Regions from separate parts of the Mus musculus genome. Here region 1 is linked to region 2. The links are chromatin contacts, called in public HiCAR-type maps. All regions are on one chromosome and are shown on one strand. The core of a region is the stretch at or near the end of the contact, and the rest is flanking DNA. Distances in the headings are between cores, read along the strand shown. Region 1 overlaps Fars2 (phenylalanine-tRNA synthetase 2 (mitochondrial)). Region 2 overlaps Fars2 (phenylalanine-tRNA synthetase 2 (mitochondrial)).

Region 1 (6,356 bases), core at 2,422-4,921, 180 kb after region 2:
GCCCAGACTCCTCCAAGACTCTTGTGTCTTTTACCTGACTCAGAGACTTAACACTCCCTTTCCTGCACAGCAGTCCCTCACAGTGATACCTGTACTCAGACATACAGCTCAGTTAGCATCCATTTGAAGTGCCCAGCTAGCTCTAAAGAGCCCTTCCTCCTCCCCTAATGAAGAAACTGGAGTATTTTCCAAAACTAAAGAGAAGCTCTCCCTCCACAGCTGAATTCACCCTCCAGCCTAATGGGGAGGCAGATGTAGCAGATGTTAATATTTAGCAACGTTTCCTCCTTGCTACATAAGAAAAAGTTGATTGTAGCATAGCAGTGTAGCTTTCGTCCTGTTGGACATTGATTAAATTCTCAGACCTGATGGACTATGCTCTGAACACTAGTGTGTACTTTGTGTTGAGTAACAATGAAAAGTTGTTTCAGTCTGAGTGCCAAGGCTGGCTTAGCCTTCATCAGTGACCCGTGATGGAGGTGTGGTGGGTCATGTAGCTGTCTGTGCCTGTCCAGCAGCAGCCACCCTCCTGGGGTGTTGCAGAATATTTGATCACATTGTGAACCCCAAGATTTTGAACTGGAAAAACCTTGTTGTGGTGTGGCTCAGCCCTAGCACACACCTTTAATCCAAGAGCTTTCTGCAAACAAGAGCTAAATAAAGTTCAGGGTAGGTCAAGAAGCTGAATGAGCAGCTAGCTGACAGGGTGTGAACAAAAGAAAATCCAGGAAAGAGGAAGGAGGGTCTTTGAGTGGAAGGGCATTTAAGAAAGTATGGAGAAGGAGAAGGGCTTTTTGGGACTTCTGGAGTAGGAATGTCACCTGGGTGCTTTCTCTGCCTCTCTGAGCCAGCAGGCTTTCAACCACAGCATCTGCCTCCCAAATCTTTATTTGGTAAATCAAATGCTTGGGATTTTTTTTTTTAATCAACATTGGGTCCATGGGCCATGTGGAGAGGATCTCTGCAAAGGTAGACACAGAGAAAGCTTGAGTAAAGAAATCCTGCTGCACTCGCTGTCTTCCGCAGGCTGCTCTCCATCTCACCTGCACCGGGCACTGTGTGGCACTCCCCTGTCAGTCATGGTTACCTTTTAAACTACACTTCCGGAAAAATCCAAGTATCCAGTCTCATCACTGACCCATAATGAACACTTGAGAGCGGTTCCTCTGACCTTGTTTCCATTTCCTTGTTTATACCTGAATGTGTGCTGGTTTGCTTCTTCAAAGTACCATAGCTCTTCTTCTTACAGTAGCTCAAATAGCCAATGAAAGCATACTTCATTCTAATAAGAAAATGGACGATAGACTAAAAATACTTCACCAAACTGTTTATCTAAATGTAAAACAAAACCTAAAAGTTCAACCTTACCCCTAAAGGCAAAGGTGTAGGTGAGCAGGCCTTGAGAGCTGGCCCCTCCCCTTACCCCTGCAGCATTGGGTGAGCTAACCTGGGGCAGTGCTGGAGAGCTCTCTCTGATGATGTGGGAGAGCTGGCGGGCTGACCAGCTCAGCTACCACCCAGGCGCAGATCCAAGGTTTTGAGGTGGCCCACCTAAATAAACATCTACCCCATCTATGTACTGCTGGAGTGAGTAAAAGGGCCAGTCCTACAGATCCAAAGCCAAAAGAACTCCATAACAGGGCAACAGCAGGATAACCAAGAGGAGTCCTGATGAGACTCCAGTATTGATAGTATAGCAGAAGCCTTGAACCAGACCAGAGACTCATTGCAATGAACATTTGCATGTAAAGATCTGTGAACAAAAGAATTTATACTGTGGGGCACACTGTGACACAATACAGCTTCCCTGACAAGATGGGTTTTGTTGTTGTTGTTGTTTGATTGGTCTCTTTCTTGTTTTTATTTTTGTTTTTTAATTTTCTTTGTGGGGAAGGCTGCAAGAGTGGAGAGTAGATACAAAGAGTCGGGGAAATGAGTGGTACTGGAATACATGATATAACACTCACAAAGAATCAATGAAAAGTTTTTTGAAAAGTTCAACCTGCCTAGTGATCATAAAAATGCAGTTTAAAATAGTAGTGATTTCATTTTCAATCCATAAATAAACTATGAAAGGGCAAAGAAGACTTGGGCGGTGGCACACACCTACACCCCCACACTTGGGAGGAGGAGGCAGGGAGGACCAGGAGTTGGAGAGCAGCCTCCCTGAGTGCATGGGGACTGAGGCCATCCTGAGCTACATGAAATCCTCTCCTGAGAAATGAACAAGGACCTGCAGCCACTTAGGAAGCATCTCCACGGGGTAAGATGGAAACCCCAGCACCCCCAGTCCCCGCCTCCTCTCTGACTTTGCTTAGCCCATCTGCTGCCAAACTGTGACTGTGTTCTCAAGATATCCAGAAAGGAAAACAGGCTCTGACCTGGGTCTTAGAAAAGTTGCCTCAGCTTCCCCCGACTCCCTGTAGCTGCCTTCTGCTCTTCCCTCTTCCATTGGTGCCTTTTCCTAAGTCTGTGACTCCGTTCAGTCAGCAATTGAAGTCATTCTTTCATTAATAATTTGTGAAGTGATTTAGAGCTTCCTGACAACAGTCTACCATTTGTTCTCATAAACCAGCAAGAAGAAGAGTAGGAGTTAAGGCTGCCAGTGACAGACTGTGTGCATTTGCTCTGTCCCTGGTCAAATATGGTGTGAGGTCTATTAAAAGGGCAATTCCCATACTGCCTGGACTTATGCAGCACTTTTATTCTCCGTGAACCTTCAGTAGCTAAGTTAGTGAAATGCCCCAAAGAGAAGAGTACTTGAGTAACTTACAGTGCATCACCTTGATGGAATGCCATGTGGCCATTAAGGATTGGAAGAAGTGGTTTACAGTGTCAAAGTGTTATAAATGAAAAATGAAAAGCACTGTGTCTGGCTGTGGTTGCAACAATGTAAAATGTCCATTTGTATTGAAAGGTTATAGAGGAAGCCTGAGAAATGAAAATAATTTAATGGAAGAGGAAAATACTAGCAATATAATAGTAAGCACTGAATACTCTCCGTATCTTAAACTTTCATAGACAGTGTGTTTTCCATTCTTAATGTACTGAACGTAAAGCAAGGCAAGGTGTGGTGGTAGAATTCCTGCCCAAAGATGTTCCCGAGGGCAGCTATGACTCTAACCGAGGAGGACCTGAAATGTATCCTTACTGTGCACTGGGTTAGACTCAGGGAGGGAGGGTCAGCTAGAGCCTGTTAGCTGTGGAGGTCACTGCAGGGCCTGGCCTGGCAGGAGTGACAGGGGTGGGAGTTGGTGCCATGCTGAAGGCTGAGGAGAAAGAGTATGCTAAGGAGGGACCAAGGAATCAGGGGACAAGGTAGATGCCCACTTGGAGTAGGTGACCAGGGCAATGGTAAAGTCCTTCTGAGACAGAGGGGCAGTTTTTCTTATCTCTGGCTCCACCTGGAATTAGTTGCTAGTTCCCTGATCTAAGTGACTGTATATTCAGGGTAGGGAAGAGAGTCCCCAGAAAGCAGAAAGACAGCAGCTTAAGATCTGTCCCTCAGGTCTGGCCTATCTCTACTAATCACAGCAGTGTGACCAAAACACCCACTCAAGCCTCCCCAGTGCAGTTTCAGTGCAAGTTTGCCAGATCCATGATGGGGTCACTGTTACTGCAGCCCCAGCAGTGGTCACTGTGTTTTAGAAAGCACCATATATGGTGAGCTGACTCTGATCTGAGTAAATCCCCTGACTCACTCCAGCCCTCACTGGCTCAGCTATCTCCCCAGCACTGCTGAAACCAGCAGCAGGGGAAGACTCCTCCAAGAGTGAAGCCACCAGTGGTGTGGTAAAGTCCCCAAGAATCCAGAGCATCAGACTTGGGTGTCTCAATTTTGACAAATGTGTTGGTCTCTGTAAGCAGCTCATGTTCATGATCAAGGCCTGTGCTCTGTTTTCTGTTCCTCATGACGGTGAAGCTGACCACGTTAAGGACAAGAATTAGGGCTAAATATTAGGATGCTTTGTAGCGCAGTGAGAGTGATACCTGGACTGAACAGAAACCACCCTAGGAGACTGCTGCACACCGAGGTTGCTGTTCACCTTCTCTAGTTGTTTAAACTTGCCACAGCCTTGGCCTTGGGTCTGTCCTCTGTCACACCACACACACTCTCTTGGCTTCTAAGTACCCTTCCTGGCCATCAGAAATTCTACCAAAGTACTCAGCCAGTACCACACATGGGCTGGGTACAGGAAAGTCTAAGTTGACTTTCATAATGGGATTTTTGAAAACTTGGAAGTACAAACTTATGTAGAAGCTAATGGACTTAGTGTCCCATTTAATTTGGGGAATCGCAGTAGTTTATTCCTAAACATTAGTAGGGGAGTAATAAAATATTTTACTCTATAGTAGGTTATGGCAGGAGCTACATTATTCTCATACTATACTAATATATTGAATTTGCCAACTATGATTAAGTGGGGTATGATACATGTGTGCGTTCATATCCTTATATGTTGGTACTGATGTACAAACTGTCATAATTGGCCACATCACTGGCATTGTCACCAGACCACCAGATTGCCACCCATCTTCTCAAATCTAGAAGTTAGTCTCCTATTTCTATATTCCCCTTTCTGTCATGCATGCATGTGTACGTGTGTGTGTGTACGTGTGTGTGTGTGTGTGTGTGTGTGTGTGTGTGTGTGTGTTTCTGCCATCAAAAATGAATATCCTCACAAATGCAGGTTAATCAGCATTCTAGTTTGTCCCTATCTGCTGTTTTCTGTTAGGACTTATGCTAGAGAACTTATATTTCATCTGCTTTGCAAAATAAATATTAACACAGAGTTATAGTTGTGCTGTTTTGACATAGTAACATCTCATTACTTTACTCTTACCCATAGAAAACCATGCCTGACAGTTACCTTGCACAGTCTCTGGAAAGGTATTTTCTTTCCTTTTTTGTTTTTTGTCTTTTTTTTTGTTTGTTTTTGTTTGTTTGTTTGTTTTCGAGACAGAGTTTCTCTGTATAGTCCTGGCTGTCCTGGAACTCACTTTGTAGACCAGGCCTGCCTTGAACTCAGAAATCCTCCTGTCTCTGCCTCCCAAGTGCTGGGATTAAAGGCGTGCGCCACCACCGCCCGGCTTATTTTCTTTCCTTTATAGGAAGGATTCTGTGCCCTTCACCCTCAGTGCTGATTCTAGGCTGCTTGATGACTTGTGGGGTATCCACCACTTAACTCAGACAGAGCATGGGAGAGATGGAAGCCTGCTTCCCACAAAGTGAGCCTGAACTCGGTATTAATGGGCAGGATAGCTAATGTGTTTACACTGTCCCCATGGAAGTTTTGGAGCACCTAAGAAGATGATTTATCCTCACATGTTGCAAGGTAGTCATTCTCGAGTCAGCCTAGTATGAAAGTCCTTGTCTGTTGCTATGAGGTAAATCACCCCCACATTGGAGATCCCCAGTGCTGACTTCACTGTGCTCAAGATCCTTTTCTCAGTTGTGTAGTGTGAAGACTTCTCTGAAGAGATGTAGAGTCCAGGAGTGTTGATGGCCGGGCTACAATCAATTACGTGCCACCGGTGAACACCTAGGACACATGGGAATTGGACAGGAAAACACATAACCTCTCCTCAATGAGCCCAGTGTGTCTCACCCCAGAGTGCTCTGAGTTGGTAGAACCTTCATTTGCTGGTCAGTGGTTTCAAGAGAGGAAAGGGCACAGTGCTTGTGATCCAGCTTGGGTGGTCTCACTGCAGCTTTCTGCCCACTGTATTAGTGAGAACAGTCCTTGTGACCACCATTTTCCAGAAGGCAGGACAGCAGCCTGGACCTCTCAAAGGAGTGGTGACAAAGACCAGCTTCGCGAAAGCCTTAAAGAGACAGACGGACTACCACTCTGGTAGCAAGTAGCAAAGCTTTACTGAATTCTTTAGCTTATAAACATGGGGTATGGCTTTGCAATTTTTGCTCAAAAAATAACATTTTTACTTAGTTGCACCTGGCACACAATATTATCATTTTTGGAGTCATTTTCTCATAACGAGAGCGAACTTCAGAAGAAGAAACTGTATATCAGCAGACCCAAGGACATCCTCCTCTCCGGGTAAATATTAACTCTTGACTAGGAACAAGGAAAAACTCTGGCCCACAGAAAGTCATGTTAGGACATCCCTCCCTTTCAGGAGGGATGGCCCCTGAAAACTTTCCCCCAGTTAACTGCTCTGACCCTTTCAGGCCAGAACCAAAGGAAAGCCATTGTTCTCCTCAGGGTTGTTGAGTAAGATGTATAAGAAGAAAGTGAGGTAACCTGGAAGATATTGTGGTCACCATATTCTAGTTTTCTGTAGGAGATAAACAGGGTGGATGCCCAAGCTCAGTTGCATCCAAATATGGCCACGGT
Region 2 (6,506 bases), core at 2,146-4,645:
TGTGGTGTGGGCCATAGTAACTTCCAGCACAGTAGACTCAAAGACAAAAATCAGCCCAAGAAGAGTCTTGCTGCTCTGTGAGAGCTCAGAGAAATATTGTGTCATTGATAGTACCACTGATTTGAGCACCAAAAAAGAGTGTCAGCCTGCCTGCAGATGGATGATAGGGAAGCCCAGAACCTCTGTCTTCCGCTGGTTAGCCCACCCAATGCTCCCCTGTAGCCAGCCTCGTATGAAGACTGGAAAGCTCTTCCTCAGGAACTGGCATTCTCTTCTACTGCACTCCATTCTGGAACCAATGTTCCAGCTCGGTAGTCACCGATAGCAGTTCATCTGTCCTTCTGTCCATTTAATTGGGAATGTAATGACCAGGACTGACAGCCAGTCTCTGTCCATTTGCTTGTTTGTCCAAGTGTTATTTCAGTTGTTTATTATTTACCAGCTGGTTTGCCATGAGTGAAGCAGTGCGCCTAGCACATACAGTGGACATGAAAATGGGAAATATAGTATTTTGCTGCAGCCAGAGTACAGAGATAGATGAAGTAAAAGGAACTGTATTCAAAGTGGGAATTGGCAATTGCTATGGAAGCACACGAGATCAAAGACATAAATATTGCTGGCAGGAGACGTGACTTTTCCTTAGATTTTTTTGCAAGGTTTTCTGGTACAAGTCTTTGAATATTTTCTCAGTTCACTGATAGCAATGGCCAAAAGACTAGATTTTTCACCATTTCCTTACATGGTTTGAACTGGTTGACCAGGATGGAAGAGAAATGGACACTGGGCATGAGTAGTACAAGAATGTGGTGTGGTATGTTCAACCATGAGTTAAGGGGAACAAGAGTTGAACACGTGCAAGCATAGTGTGGATCCAGATAAGGAGGAATATTATGGCCTCAAGCAGTCTGGACTTTCATCTATGGGCAATGAATTGGATCACAGTAAAATGACATAGGAATGGCTATGTCATGAAGCATGGGCTTCCAGAAAGCTACTGGCACTTGGGGCCCACACAGTTCGTTTCTGACTTTTCTGTTCATCTTCCTTTATTCTTTTCTGGGTCCCAAGTGACTGATCTTGTTTCTCCCCATGTGGATAACACAACACTCTTATGGGGCTTAGCAGAGACACCTTTCTCTCTCTTTGTTCAGGTCAGAGAGAATCTTTCATTGCCCCAGATATCTTGATTTCATAGTTCCCCAGTTTTGTTTTATAATTTCCCTTTGGTGTTTGGGCGATGGTGTTCCTTTCTCTCATACAGGGGAGATTCTAATGGGTCAGGTGGAACTAGAGTAACTTCCCTTTTACCAGTGACTAGTTAAGTTACTAGTTAAGTGACTAGTTAAGTTACTAGTTAAGTGACTAGTTAAGTTACCATTGACTAGTTAAGTCACTTAATGACCCACAACTGGACCAATGAGAGATAAGAGGTTGTCAACCAGGGACTTCTGGGGAAAATTTCCTTACTTTGGAGAAAGTCACTGGGCAGGATATTTGTTCTTTTATTTTTTTGTGAGTTGAAGCAAACAAGACCTGTGTTGAGTCTGTTGCCTAGTTAAAGCCAGAACCTGGGAGAAGGTGGCCCTAGAAGAACTGCAAAGGGTAAGAGGGATTGCTTCCATCTCAAGGCTCTTTGTCAGATACCCTGTTGTTTGAGCAGAAAGCATTTTCTTGGTATTGCCTGCTTTATGTTCTTCATGAGATTAGCAACCTATAGGTTATCTTGTTGTACTACTTACTGTCACTCTTACTGGAATCTAAGTTTTATTTGGGCTAGATCTCGTCTGTCTTGTTGACTATCCAATCGATAAGTCCTAGTCAATATGAAGATATCAATGACTGACTAATAAAAATTTAATTGATGTATGTATGTCTAAATAAATGAATGAAGAGAATTGGGGAGGTGAATAGAATCTTTTATAAAATGCCATGCAGGTCCACCGCAGATGGATGGTGAAGAGCAGCTGCAGGTGCAGAGAAGTTATGACGAAGCAGTGAGAACATACTCACTGGAGTTGGCAGATGCATGAGTGAAAGGCTGAGCAAAAGGGATGTCCTCAGCCAGAGCAGGGACTGTCACCAAGAGTGTTAGAGAGGAATGGGGGATGCAGGAAGAAGAGCATCTGCTTCCTGAAGAAGAAAGTACAATTTCAAAATGTAGAATATTAAGTGTCACTTAGTATTATCAGTGTAGAGAGCTAGATCTTTGCATTAAATCTTTAGGGTTTGCTGAAAATATAGGAGTGAAGACACCAGGAAAAAAAAAAAAGCCCTTCATTATAATTAGGGCTGGCAACCAGTGTTCTGATGCTTATGTCTGACGATATTGCATATGAACCATGTCCAGGACAGTTCGTATATCTAAACCTTGATAGTATATGCCTTCCCAATACTTAGTATATGATTTCATAATTAAAATAAGCAATTGAGGTTGAGGCAGGTGGCACAGATCTGTAATCCTAACTACTTGGAGAATGGAGGCAGGAGAATTGTAAACCTAGTGTCTGCCTGGACTACAGGGTTGTTCAAGTTATGTTGTGCAATTTAGTACAACCTGTGCAAAATAAAGCAGTAGGTGACCTGGGGACATAGCTCAGTGGCAGAGAGCTTATATACCATCCAGAAGGCCCAGTGTTCAATCTACAGTACTAGAAACAAGTGAAACATAGAGGCCTCTCTGGACTTGGTTTTCACAAGGACTGCCATTCCTGAGAATATGTCCCAGGAACCAGTTTTTGAGCTTCTGACTTGACCAGATTCAGACACCCACTATACCAGCACCCATTTCATTCCCTTCCTGGTACTCCTCACTTGACTGAAACGTGACTTACTTGCATGATCAATGAAAATATATCACTTGTCTTGTTGTAGCATCTTCAAGACATAAAGTAAAGTGATTAGGAATATGGGCTCCTAAGTCAGCATGCCAGAGTTTCAACTCTTTCAGGAGGGTGACCTTGATAATATTAATTAACCTAAGTTTCCATTTACTAAATATTGCAATTAATTTTTATTGTATTTAATTTTAGTTGGTATTTTTAAGGTTTAAATGAATAAGTTAATTCAAATACTTAGACTGTGATTAACACATGAAAAGTTCCATATCGATGGTGACCTGGCACAGGAGAGCTTTCAGACATTGGACCCCAAAGACTGTGTGTACAACAGGGCATTCTGATAATTTCATCACCTACTCCTGTGGTCGGACATTGCTTAGCCTGTCTAGGTAGACTTCTAGAGTGTTAGGCTCAGAAAGAACTTTCTAGATGAATATAACATTTTACTGGGACTTTTATGGACTTTTGTTTCACTGATAAAAGCCTGACAGCTCAGTTGGAGAATGAGCAATGACATTTCCCTTCCTGTGTAGGGTGGTTAGACACAAAGGTTATGAGTCCTTAAGAACTGGGGCTGGGTAAGTGGTTTAGAAGTAGACCACTCACATAGAGTGCACAAGCTGCTCGGTTCATGCCTGAGTACTGCCCCTGTTCCTTCTAAGAGAGAACACTAAATCTTTAAGTAGTGGCAAACGCAGGAGTCAAATCCGAGTGCTCTGTCTCCTAGCCCCTAGTTGGAGGTGGCTATCTTATACGCCTTGCTTGTGCTCTCAGTGCTCTGCCCAGACCCAGGTGAGAAACCAATGCTTGCACCGCCATGCTGCTCTCAGGCTGACTGAGCAGCTCATCTTGCAACCAGCCCTCTGCCATGAAAATGGTTCTGCTTGGAGGTAACATAGCGCATGCAGGGAGCTTGTACTACTTACCTCACTGTTGATGTCATTGTGAGCCGTCTTAGTATGAGTAGTGTGAGGGACCAAGCACCAGCTTGTTCATTTCTGTTTGAAGACTGTGGTGTGCCTTCCTGGAATTACCCCCTTTCCCCTCTGAGCCCAGTTGAGGGTGCTAAGGTCTATGGGTAAGACAGGAGTCCATATATACTTTAAGGCAAACGTATTAGAGGATTCCTATGTTTTTTTTAAACTGTAAAAACCTTCAAGTCATAGCTTTTAGCATCCATTGGTACTGTTTGAAATTACTAAAGCACTTGTATGAAATTTCATACAGTAGAATTATATCTTTGGTGAACCTCTTTTAGTTTGCCTCCTGGCTAGGATGCATCATCATGCACAGCCCTGAGTCAGGTGAAAGGCATGGACATTTGGATTGATTTTTCTTCTGGATGCAAGTCTTTCCTTTATTCCATTGTTTGAGGACCCTCACTGGGCCTAGACCTACATAGCATGTTGTCTGGACTGTGCTAGGTTTGCCTTCCCCTTTCTTGCTGTCATAGTTATTTATTTTTTTTATTTGTTCTATTAAAAACCTGTTGGACCTTATTCCAAATCCCACCACGAGTGAGGATACGGTATGACCTAGAATATTTGAGGAGTCTGGAGCCAGAAGTGAGTTCCACTTCCTTCTGTGTCCTAATATTAGGCCAGGTGCAGAGGTTTGTTTTTTGTTGTTTTGTTGTTTGTTTTTTTCTTTTTCTCAAGAGTATCTGCAGGGTTTTTTCTCAAGTATATCTGCAGATATTCATCTTTCTTTGGCTTTCAGCAGGATAAAGTAGTTTATAATACATAGTTGTTTATGTTTTAAATTCTATCACTATTTGTCAGTTCTTACTTGTGATGATATATCAATAGATATTATAGCCTCTTATAAAGAATATGCATACAACTCAGTTGCCGACACCCTCCGCATGGACTTAGTTTGGGTAAATATATATATATATATATGCAGGGAGCTTGTACTACTTACCTCACTGTTGATGTCATTGTGAGCCGTCTTAGTATGAGTAGTATATATATGTATGTATGTAAACTTTTTTTGCAGAATAGTTAAAAGAGAATCACTATGGTTTGAACCATAATTTTAGCTACATTCCAACCTGATTTTTTGAGGGTAAATAACAACTCAAAAGAATGTAAGCAAAACTCACACAGCCATAACTGCATGTCTCAGGAGACATCAACTAGCCATGCTGCTTTAGCTACCTGAGGCTACTCTACTCCTTAAGAGAAGGGAAGAGTGTGATGCTTGGAAGAATGGGGACCAGGAGAAGGCCCTTTTCAGTCCATTGTGAGGCCCCACCTCCCCCACTGTAGCAGCTACACAGACATGTGCATTTTCACACACAGAGACACTCTTGATGTTTCAGTGTCCTTGTATGTCAGACCTCAACTCTCAACCCAAATCCAGGGACTGAGTAAGAAGAGAACAGGCTTATATAGAAATGAGGTCATTCTGTATTGGCCCCTCAAAGGCTCTTTTACAGATGAGACAATTGAAGTACCAAAATACAAATGACAGACGTGGGGCGGGGCCCCAGAGCATTATGTGTCTGCCTAGCCCCCGTCTTAGAGTCTGTCAGCATCTTCCTTGAATTGAATTGTCATTAGCAAAAGCCCAGATTTAATATTTCACCTGCTTCAAGAAGACTTGAATTAGTGTTACTTTTTCATTTGAATCATCTTTGAAGATGGATCTCAGCATTTTAAACTTTTTTTTTTTTTGTGGTAAAAAGAGAGTCTGCTAACAAATGATTCTGTCCTCTGACATGAAGAGGAGGTAGTAGAAACTGTGGTCATGAATTACATATCCTTGCCATAAGTTTTCCTTTCCATTTTTCTGAGTAGCATGATGAAGGAAGCCTGCAGCAGGTGTACTGCTTCCCACCTGGGATATAAACCATGAATTTGCATATTCTCATTTTTTTGCTGCCACCCCCTAGTACCCATTGTCATTTCAGATCATTCTGATTGGAAGACCTCCCTTAATATGCTAAGATGCTGAGATGGCAGTCTTTGTAGTCAGTCTGACACATCTGGGGAGAGGGTGGTTCAAATGAAGGATTACTTTCACCCGTCGTTCTATGGACATGTTTCTGAGGGTGTTTTCTTGATGTTTAATTGGCTTATGTGGGCTCTACTATCCCTAGGCAGGTGGACCTGGGCTGTAAAAGAAAGATAGCTGGACATAAGCTAGAGAGGGAGCCAGACAAAGATTTCCCAGGGTTGTCCTCGAGTTCCACCCTGACTTCTCAATGATCAAGTATAACCAGGAGATGAAGTAAAGCCTTTATTTTCCCAAGTTGATTTTGGCTATGACGTCTAATCTGGAATAAGCACTTAGACAGTCCACAGTCTTGTACCTGTATTGTACCATGTAGCTTTAGTTATGATTTTTAAATTACTGTTAACATCTTGCTGTTCCTAATTTATAAGATAATCTTTTCTATAGATATGTATATGTAGGAAGCAGCATAGTATGTATATGAGTCTATACTGTCCACAGGTTCAGAAATCCCCTGGGAGCTTTGCAATATGAGTCCACAGATAAGAGACCTACTGTGCCCACCAGGCCGCAGCTGTGACTGACTGGGCTCTCATGGTACCACCAAAACTTGCTTGAAAATGAACCCAGATGCCCCTCAACAGAGGAATGGATACAGAAAATGTGGTACATCTACACAATGGAGTACTACTCAGCTATTAAAAAGAATGA

Evidence for each region. HiCAR-type assays count read pairs that join an accessible place to other places.
Region 1: a HiCAR-type map of Th17 cells shows a contact between it and region 2, with 5 times the contacts expected there. The contact joins two enhancer-like sites. A contact is called at or near these places in 6 of 484 Hi-C or Micro-C datasets (Th1 cells, embryonic fibroblasts, liver and 2 more), 2 of 115 datasets of contacts at active chromatin or transcription factors (Th17 cells and kidney) and 1 of 9 other capture datasets (embryonic stem cells).

What each region holds. Positions count from the first base shown.
Region 1 is chr13:36,460,195-36,466,550 of GRCm38.p6, forward strand. All of the region lies in intron 6 of Fars2 (phenylalanine-tRNA synthetase 2 (mitochondrial)), which reads left to right. Among named protein-coding and RNA genes, the nearest start is that of Gm46409, 150 kb to the right of the region's middle. Within about 2 kb of position 3,672, at least 23 of the 459 cell types and tissues checked have an H3K27ac peak or open chromatin away from gene starts, as enhancers often do. A contact at or near this core is called in Th17 cells, where this site is marked.
Region 2 is chr13:36,284,551-36,291,056 of GRCm38.p6, forward strand. All of the region lies in intron 4 of Fars2 (phenylalanine-tRNA synthetase 2 (mitochondrial)), which reads left to right. Among named protein-coding and RNA genes, the nearest start is that of Gm40912, 80 kb to the left of the region's middle. Within about 2 kb of position 3,396, at least 7 of the 459 cell types and tissues checked have an H3K27ac peak or open chromatin away from gene starts, as enhancers often do. A contact at or near this core is called in Th17 cells, where this site is marked.